Regions from separate parts of the Xenopus tropicalis genome. Here region 2 is linked to region 1. The links are chromatin contacts, called in public Hi-C maps. All regions are on one chromosome and are shown on one strand. Each heading gives the region's core, a stretch centred on a gene start, on an enhancer-like site or on the middle of the called end of the contact. The rest is flanking DNA. Distances are from core to core; before and after follow the strand shown.

What was found. Hi-C and Micro-C count contacts between places; a contact is called where the count stands out from the background.
Region 2: a contact with region 1 is called in a Hi-C map of neurula embryo, with 2.8 times the contacts expected there. The contact joins two enhancer-like sites. A contact is called at or near these places in 2 of 5 Hi-C or Micro-C datasets (gastrula embryo and neurula embryo).

The regions. Positions count from the first base shown.
Region 1 is chr2:76,080,888-76,084,538 of UCB_Xtro_10.0, reverse strand. It overlaps tada2a (transcriptional adaptor 2A), which reads right to left. Exons shown (of 15, transcript NM_001016651.2): 9 at 1,210-1,253. Among named protein-coding and RNA genes, the nearest start is that of tada2a, 13 kb to the right of the region's middle. Within about 2 kb of position 1,553, at least 3 of the 11 cell types and tissues checked have an H3K27ac peak or open chromatin away from gene starts, as enhancers often do. A contact at or near this core is called in neurula embryo, where this site is marked.
Region 2 is chr2:76,217,622-76,221,469 of UCB_Xtro_10.0, reverse strand. The region is part of intron 3 of cuedc1 (CUE domain containing 1); the gene reads right to left. Among named protein-coding and RNA genes, the nearest start is that of cuedc1, 46 kb to the right of the region's middle. Within about 2 kb of position 1,944, at least 4 of the 11 cell types and tissues checked have an H3K27ac peak or open chromatin away from gene starts, as enhancers often do. A contact at or near this core is called in neurula embryo, where this site is marked.

The sequences.
Region 1 (3,651 bases), core at 304-2,803:
GATTCTGCCTTTATCGGCAGGATTTGTACAAATCCATGCTCCTGGTTGAACTGAATCCTAAAAATCATGTGACTTTTTGGCATTTAATCACGGAAATTGAAAATATCTTGCCTCGCTCTGCTCACAGCGAGATTTAACCCTTCCAAAACCTTATTAGCATATGTTAATTAGAGTTTGGATTCGGTTCAGCCGAATCCTTTACAAAGGGTTTGGGGGTTCGGCAGAATCTAAAAGTGGATTCAGTGCATCCCTAATACAAACGAGTGGAAAGCATGGAATCTTATACATAACTTAAATGGCAAGCCATCTTAATGTATTGCTGACAGGGTTCTAATAAGTTCAATTCGACCATATGTTTAAAGGAGACATATCCTATAAAAATTATGAATGTTCCAATGAATTATACTCCTCTAGATATAGAAGGATTGGGCTTAAAAATGTTGTGTTTCGAACTGATTTTTTGAGAAATTCCACAAAAACCCCACTAGCCTCGCCCATCTGTTCCACTTCCTGCTGGCTGAATTCTCTGGATGAGCTGGGGAGCCGGCGGCCCTCCGTACACTGCACTGTAGGATAGGAACCAATCAGCAGCTAGGCTGACCTGATAGGGAACTGAAGCCTGTCTTTGCTTGTGTGAGTGCAGGGCTGTGATTGGCTCTCCCCCTCCTACTGTGCTTCTGGCAGGGACCGTTAGGACACACCCGCTCTTCATTTCACACTGGACAGAGAAGTGATACGATCTATAGGGAGCTCTAATAAAGGGGCCATTTTTACAGATAGGATTAATTTTTAGCCCAAAGGGAAACCAGCACCGTATATTATTCATAATTGCCTACAAAATTAGCGTTTTTTCCCATTTATCCAATATGTCTCCTTTAATAATTACTAGCTGAAGATGTGCTTCTCCATATGTAGAACAGCAGAAGCCTAGGTTTGCTCATAGCTAGTGCAGAGATATCATAAAGCTATGCCAGTATAGGCCATTCTTCAGTTTTTCATCATCAATTTTAAATCAGAGATAAACAAACCATAATTTTTGGATTGACTGACCAAATACTGAAACCATGAATTTGTGTATTAATTCGAAAATATCCTTGCAGTTCAGCCAAATCCTAAAACAAATCTTGGATATGGTGCTACGCTATTTGCAAAAATGCTACTAGATTAAAAATTTATTAAGCATAAATGTGAGGATAAAAGAACACTTACTTTGAAATTTCCTAAGATTTATAAGGCCATGCTCTCTTATAATTCTGAAATGTGAAAACAAAAATGTATTTTAGCAAGTCTCTTTTCTGTAATAAAACAATGTTTCAATTCCAAGGCAATGATTGCCAAGCAAAAAGGGGATGTAAAGTCATCCCTTTAGGTTAAGGATTATGATAGAATTTCTAAAAACAAGAAACTTTCCAATATACATGCTTTGTTTTATTCTCACTGTTCTCTAAATAATCAATTGATTTCCTTTGCTGCCACAGGCAGCCTCAGTCAGTCCATTGCTTTGTTGCTGCAGTAATCCTATCCCTCTCTTATTGCTCAGTCCTCTGTGTGCAACAGGAGCCAATCAGAGGCAAGTATGCTCGTTTGCTGCCTGTGTATTCTCTGTTCCAACTGGCCGTGGCTACACTGAGAGATAAGAACAGCCCGCAATTGCCCAAGTTTCTTGTACAGCTGAGGCAGGGCTGGCTGAGGCTGCTTGTTATCTTCACAACTGTAAGAATAAAATAAAGCATGTATATTGGAAAATTGCTGGTTTTTACAATAATGGGATGAGTTTACATCTCCTTTAAAAAGTAGATTATGATCTACCACTAGACCTGGTGTTCAGCATTATCTACCAACAGTACCATTAAATCAGTGATCCCCAACCAGTGGCTCATGAGTAACATGTTGCTCCCCACTCCCTTGGATCTAAGTAACCTCAAAGTAGGGGCCCCATTTTTAAATCTGTGTCTTGGAAGCAAGTTTTCAAAGCAAAGCACATTTTTTAGACAGTTTTACTCCAACCAGAGCCTCTTACAGGCAAAAAGTCCACATCAGCCTACCAAATCACAGCCCTTATTTAGTATACTCAAGGAACGTTATTCATGCTTGTGTGGAAAAAAAATAAAAATTGTGTTCCCTGTATTAGATCATCTTTATAGGCACTCTTCATTCTTAAAATAACGATTCAGCAAATGAGTACTGATATGGATTATGAAAAGGGGACTGAAATGTGGCTTTTTTTTTTTTTTTTTTTTTTTTTTTTTAGAGTAGTTCAAAGATGATAATTTTTTTATGTGAACTACTACTTCAGGCTGTGAAAACTTTACACAAATTACAACTCATATTGCTAGTCTGGGCACCCCTGCACTAGTCTGGTAATCATTTTTAGTATAAACTAAGAAAAAAGTATTTTTTAGTTTTTGTGCAACCGATTTTCCCTCTCTTTAAAGGACAAGGAAACTGTTTTTTTGTATATACATCACCATTCAGTTAGTACCTCCTTGCTCTTCCAGATAGCTAGCTTTATTTTCACATATACCATTTCCAAAAGCAGTAACATCGTTAATGAGTTTTCCTTTTAAGTCTGTTGTGTTCACCATATTTGATGCACCTACATCATGAAGAACGACCATTTAGAGCAGTGGTCCCCAACCTTTTTCGCACCAAAGACCGGTTTCAAGTAAGACAATTTTTCCAAGCACCGGGAGTGGGGGGGTGGCGCAACTAGTGCATGGTATATAATTTAATTATTACATATAAAATGTAAATGTAATTATTTCATTTTATATTATGCACTTTTATTTTTATTATTACTACTACATTATAAAGTATGATACAGCTCAGTGGGAGACCTGAGCTTGTCTCCCTGCAACTAGATGTGCCCAGCCCCTTTGCTCTTCTTACTCTCACCAAAGTGGTGACATCCCCTGCCAGTTAGTATGGAGCTTTAAGTACTTTGGTCCTTGTCGCAATCAGTAGAAAGCTCCCTGGGCTTCACTTAGCTGTTGTCATGGCTGTGTAACACATCGGGGAATTGGGATCACAGGTGATTGGGACCAGATGTGGCCCGATTCAGCACAGCCCACGGCCCTGCACCGGTCCACGGCCCGGTGGTTGGGGACCCCTGATTTAGAGTATTGGCACATGCATGAGAAATCCCCTCCCACTCGCGCGTCAGTTTGTCATACAACACACACTTATCACTTCTAAAAACCAAGCGATCAGTGTGTATAAAGCAAGCTTGGTTTGTGCATCATCATAGCAACCATATTAGTGAGTTGCTATTGGTGCACGCATAGTAGTGGCAGGGCTTTGACTGATGATTGTTGGTGAGCCGTTTTTTCAATGTGCATTCACAAGGACTTTTGAATGTGCATGCGCTGCCTCATAGTCTCATCGACTGAATTGAATTCTGGGTTTTTCTATTACAGAATGTAGTGTTTTTTCTGCTATAAGGCTGCTGATCAGGCAAACAATTTAAAACACACTTGAATGAAAGAATGACACCACCAAAGGTATACAGTGGATATAAAAATTCTACACAGCCCTGGTAAAATGTCAGGTTCCTGTGCTGTACAAAAATAAGACAAAGATAAATCATTTCAGAACTTTTTCCACCTTTAAAGGAGAAGGAAAGGCAAAGTCACTTGGGGGTGCCAAAATGTT
Region 2 (3,848 bases), core at 695-3,194, 140 kb before region 1:
TTTATAAGAAAGGTCTATGTAAATACAGTCATAAGCACAGTAATGATGCACTGAGTCCTCTATCAAAAGAAACACAGGATTTCTTGTATGTAAATATGATGTTACAGTGTTTGACTTCCTCTCTCAGAAACATCCTTAATTCCTGTGGCCAGAGTCTGCCCAGTTCTCTCCTCTCTCCTGCTCCCCCAACCACTAGAACTCCCTCCCCCCTCCCTTAGGAATGTGTGATCTGAGCTATAGCTAGAGCTGCAGGAAGGAAGCTACTTAAAATGGCAGCTGCTGTCTTGAGCAAATGGATAAAGCTTCTAAAGCTGTTTACTCTGGTATAGTAATGGTTTCTGCAGAATCAATATAGTGTTCTAGGTGGCACTAATGTGGCAAATCTATCGGTAGTAAAATGACAAAATGACTTTTCTTCTCCTTTAATCACTGCATATCTAGTATTTATGGCTTTATAGATGGACTAGTCTGTGTTTTTTTGGCCATACACTGAAAGATCCGCTCATGGTCGCCAAACAAGGTTGAATAAAAAGGTGGCCAAGAAGAGGTGATTATGGGGCCATAAGATCGCTATGTATAAATATACAAGGGGACCATATAATAAACTGATGGTTTATTAACCAATAGGTCTGTCCAGCAGAAACGAGGGCATCCATTCAGTTGTGAGAGCTGTGAAGTTGTGGAATTCTCTCCCTGATGCAGCTGTACTGGCTGATACATTAGACAGCGCCAAGGATTTTAAGCAAGGGGAAAATACACTACAGGTATGGGACCCGTTATCCAGAATGCTCGGGACCTGGGGTATTCCGATTAAGGGGTCTTTCCATAATTTGGATCTCCTACCTTGTCAACTAAAAAAATTATTTAAACAGTAGTTAAATCCAATAGGATTGTTTTGGTTCCAATAAGGATTTATTATATCTTAGTTGGGATCAATTACAAGGTACTGTTTTATTACTACAGAGAAAAAGGAAACCATTTTTAAAAATGTGTATTATTTCATTAAAATGGAGTCTATGGGAGATGGCCTTTCCGTAATTCAGAACTCTCTGGATAATGGGTTTCCGGATAAGGGGTCAGATACCTGTATTACAGAAACTCTCAGTAGAGTTTTCACAGTGACTGGTCTAATAGCCCACTTGTATCCAAGCAGGAATTTTTTCCCCTCTGAGGCATATTAGAGAGGCTTCAGATGGGGGTCTTCATAATAGGAGAACAAAATTTTTAAGCACTGTTTTTACTAATCAGCAAAGCAATGAGCCTGGTTATACAAAAAAAGTGACAAAAATGTCTCAATCTTTTACTGAAAATTTCAACATCTCTTTTCCCATTTCAGATCTGGCAGAAACCACTGTTTCCCATGGGAGGCTGAAAAACTCGTTTTTGGCAAAAAGAAAGAAAAAAAAAAACCCCATTGCATTATACTTACTAATTGAAATGCTATGCAGGTACAAAAACGTTCTACTGTTTTCTTTCCAGCATCAACAGCTATTTTAATACTAAAGGAAACATTTTGATTCTTTACAAACACACCACTCCTACCTACACAAAAACCAGTGAAATACATTAAAATAAGAAACATTCATTCTTTTGCAGTTTATAAAGAGGCCTTTTGTTCTTTAACTGATGCCTTACAATGAAAAACATTCACGGATATATTTAAAGGAAGGCTAAATAATGTATTAAATAATGTATTAACAAACTGAGGTGCCTACATTATTTCTTGTTATTAGAAATCACAAGACAAGGCAGTTCTCAACTTAATCTTAAAAGATATCTACCAAGATTTTTTAAAGCACGGTACTGGTTTGAGCAAGTTGTGCATTTGAGAAGGGCACTTCTATAATAATAAAGCATTCTCCACAATTGCTTAGTGACTTCAGCCCATAGGAATGTGAAGATTTAATTAGAAAACAAATAGCTGCAGTTCTGCAAAGCCCCAGTGTGTGGCACAGTTTGTATGCATTTCTACTGAGCAGACTATAGCAGACTAAGCACACAAAGCTTGTTTCTAGGCAAACATCAGATTATTTGCTGTGCATGACTGAATCTTAATTTGCTGCTTGTGTGTAGTTTAGCAGGAAGCACTGAGGAACATTTTAAAATATAATTACCAAAAAGCTTTAGAAAAAATAATATTCATTTGAAAAAGCAGAAAAGGTCATGTCTCAGAACTTTTCATTTTTTGATATACTTTTGTAATTAAGAGTAGTAATGTGTAATTAAGTAAAGAGATGTTTATTTTATATCACTGAAAAGATTAAAATCAGAGGATTTTAGACTTTAAAGGACATGTAAAGCCTATATTTGCCTACAATGTATATCAGTTGGGCATGTCTCCCCCACCCAAATGGCATCATGTGTACTGCATATATACACTCCGCTTGCCAGCACCATTACATTTTCCTAAAGCAAATAGCAGCTGTTGGCCATTTTTCCTCTGATACATAATAATAGATACATTTAAATCTGCAAACAGCATACACACACACAGACCCTTATTCAGCATACATTTCATCAAGAATTCAGGCTCACACAGGCACAACTGTCTTTGATAAAAGTTCTGCTTTGTTGAGCTGAGCTCAGGAGAGGAGGTTAGGAGAAAAAAATTGAAGCAGACAGCTAGAGATGAGTTTCTATGGGAACCAACAATGCCATCTCTTCACTGGCTGCTGGACTGGAGGGTGTGTTTAGTAATCTGAGCTTAGAACAACTAAGCATGCCCAAAAGCCAGAAGTCAAAGCAAATTCCTGAGGAAGGGGGGCAAGTTGGTCTCAGGAGAAGTAAATCTAATCTCTAATCTCAGACCAATTTAATTGCTTTTTATGATGAGGTGAGTAAGAAGCTGGACAGTGGGGATGAAGTAGATATAATCTATTTGGATTTTGCCAAAGCATTTGATACCGTTACCCACAAACGATTGCTTTCTAAACTAAGGTCTTAGTGAAGTCGTTTGCACATGGATAGAAAACTGGCTACAGGATCGGGTACAGAGGGTGGTTGTTAATGGTACAGTCTCTACTTGGAAAAAGGTTCTCAGTGGGGTCCCTCAGGGTTCTGTACTGGGTCCACTTTTGTTTAATTTGTTCATAAATGACTTGGGGGAGGGTATTATAAGTAATGTATCAGTGTTTGCAGATGACACAAAACTGCAGACCAGTCAATTCTATCCAGGATGTGACATCCTTGCAGCAGGATCTTGACCAACTGGCAATCTGGGTGGCTAAGTGGCAGATGAGATTTAATGTGGATAAATGTAAGGTCATGCACCTAGGATGTAAAAATATGCAAGCCACTTATACCCTTAATGGGTCTGCACTAGGCAAATTCATAATGGAGAAGGACCTTGGAGTCCTTGTAGATAATAAACTTGGCTGTAGCAAGCAATGCCAGGCAGCAGCTGCAAGCGCAAACAAGGTTTTGAGCTGTATTAAAAGGGGTATAGATTCACGGGAGGAGGGGGTTATTCTTCCCCTTTACAGAGCTCTGGTAAGGCCCCATCCAGAATATGCTGTTCAGTTTTTGTCTCCAGTGCTCAAACGGGACATGATTGAATTAGAGAGGGTCCAGAGAAGGGCAACTAAGCTGGTAAAGGGTATGGAAAGTTTCAGTTATGAAGAAAGACTGGCCAAGTTGGGTTTGTTTAAACTGGAGAAGAGGCGCTTAAGAGGTGACATGATAACTATGTATAAATATATAAGGGGATCATATAATAACCTTTCTAATGTTCTATTTACCAGTAGGTCCTTCCAACGGACACGAGGGCACCCACTTCGTTTAGAAGAAGGGAGGTTCCGTTTAAATATTCGGAAAGGGTTTTTTACTATGAGAGCTGTGAAGTTGTGGAA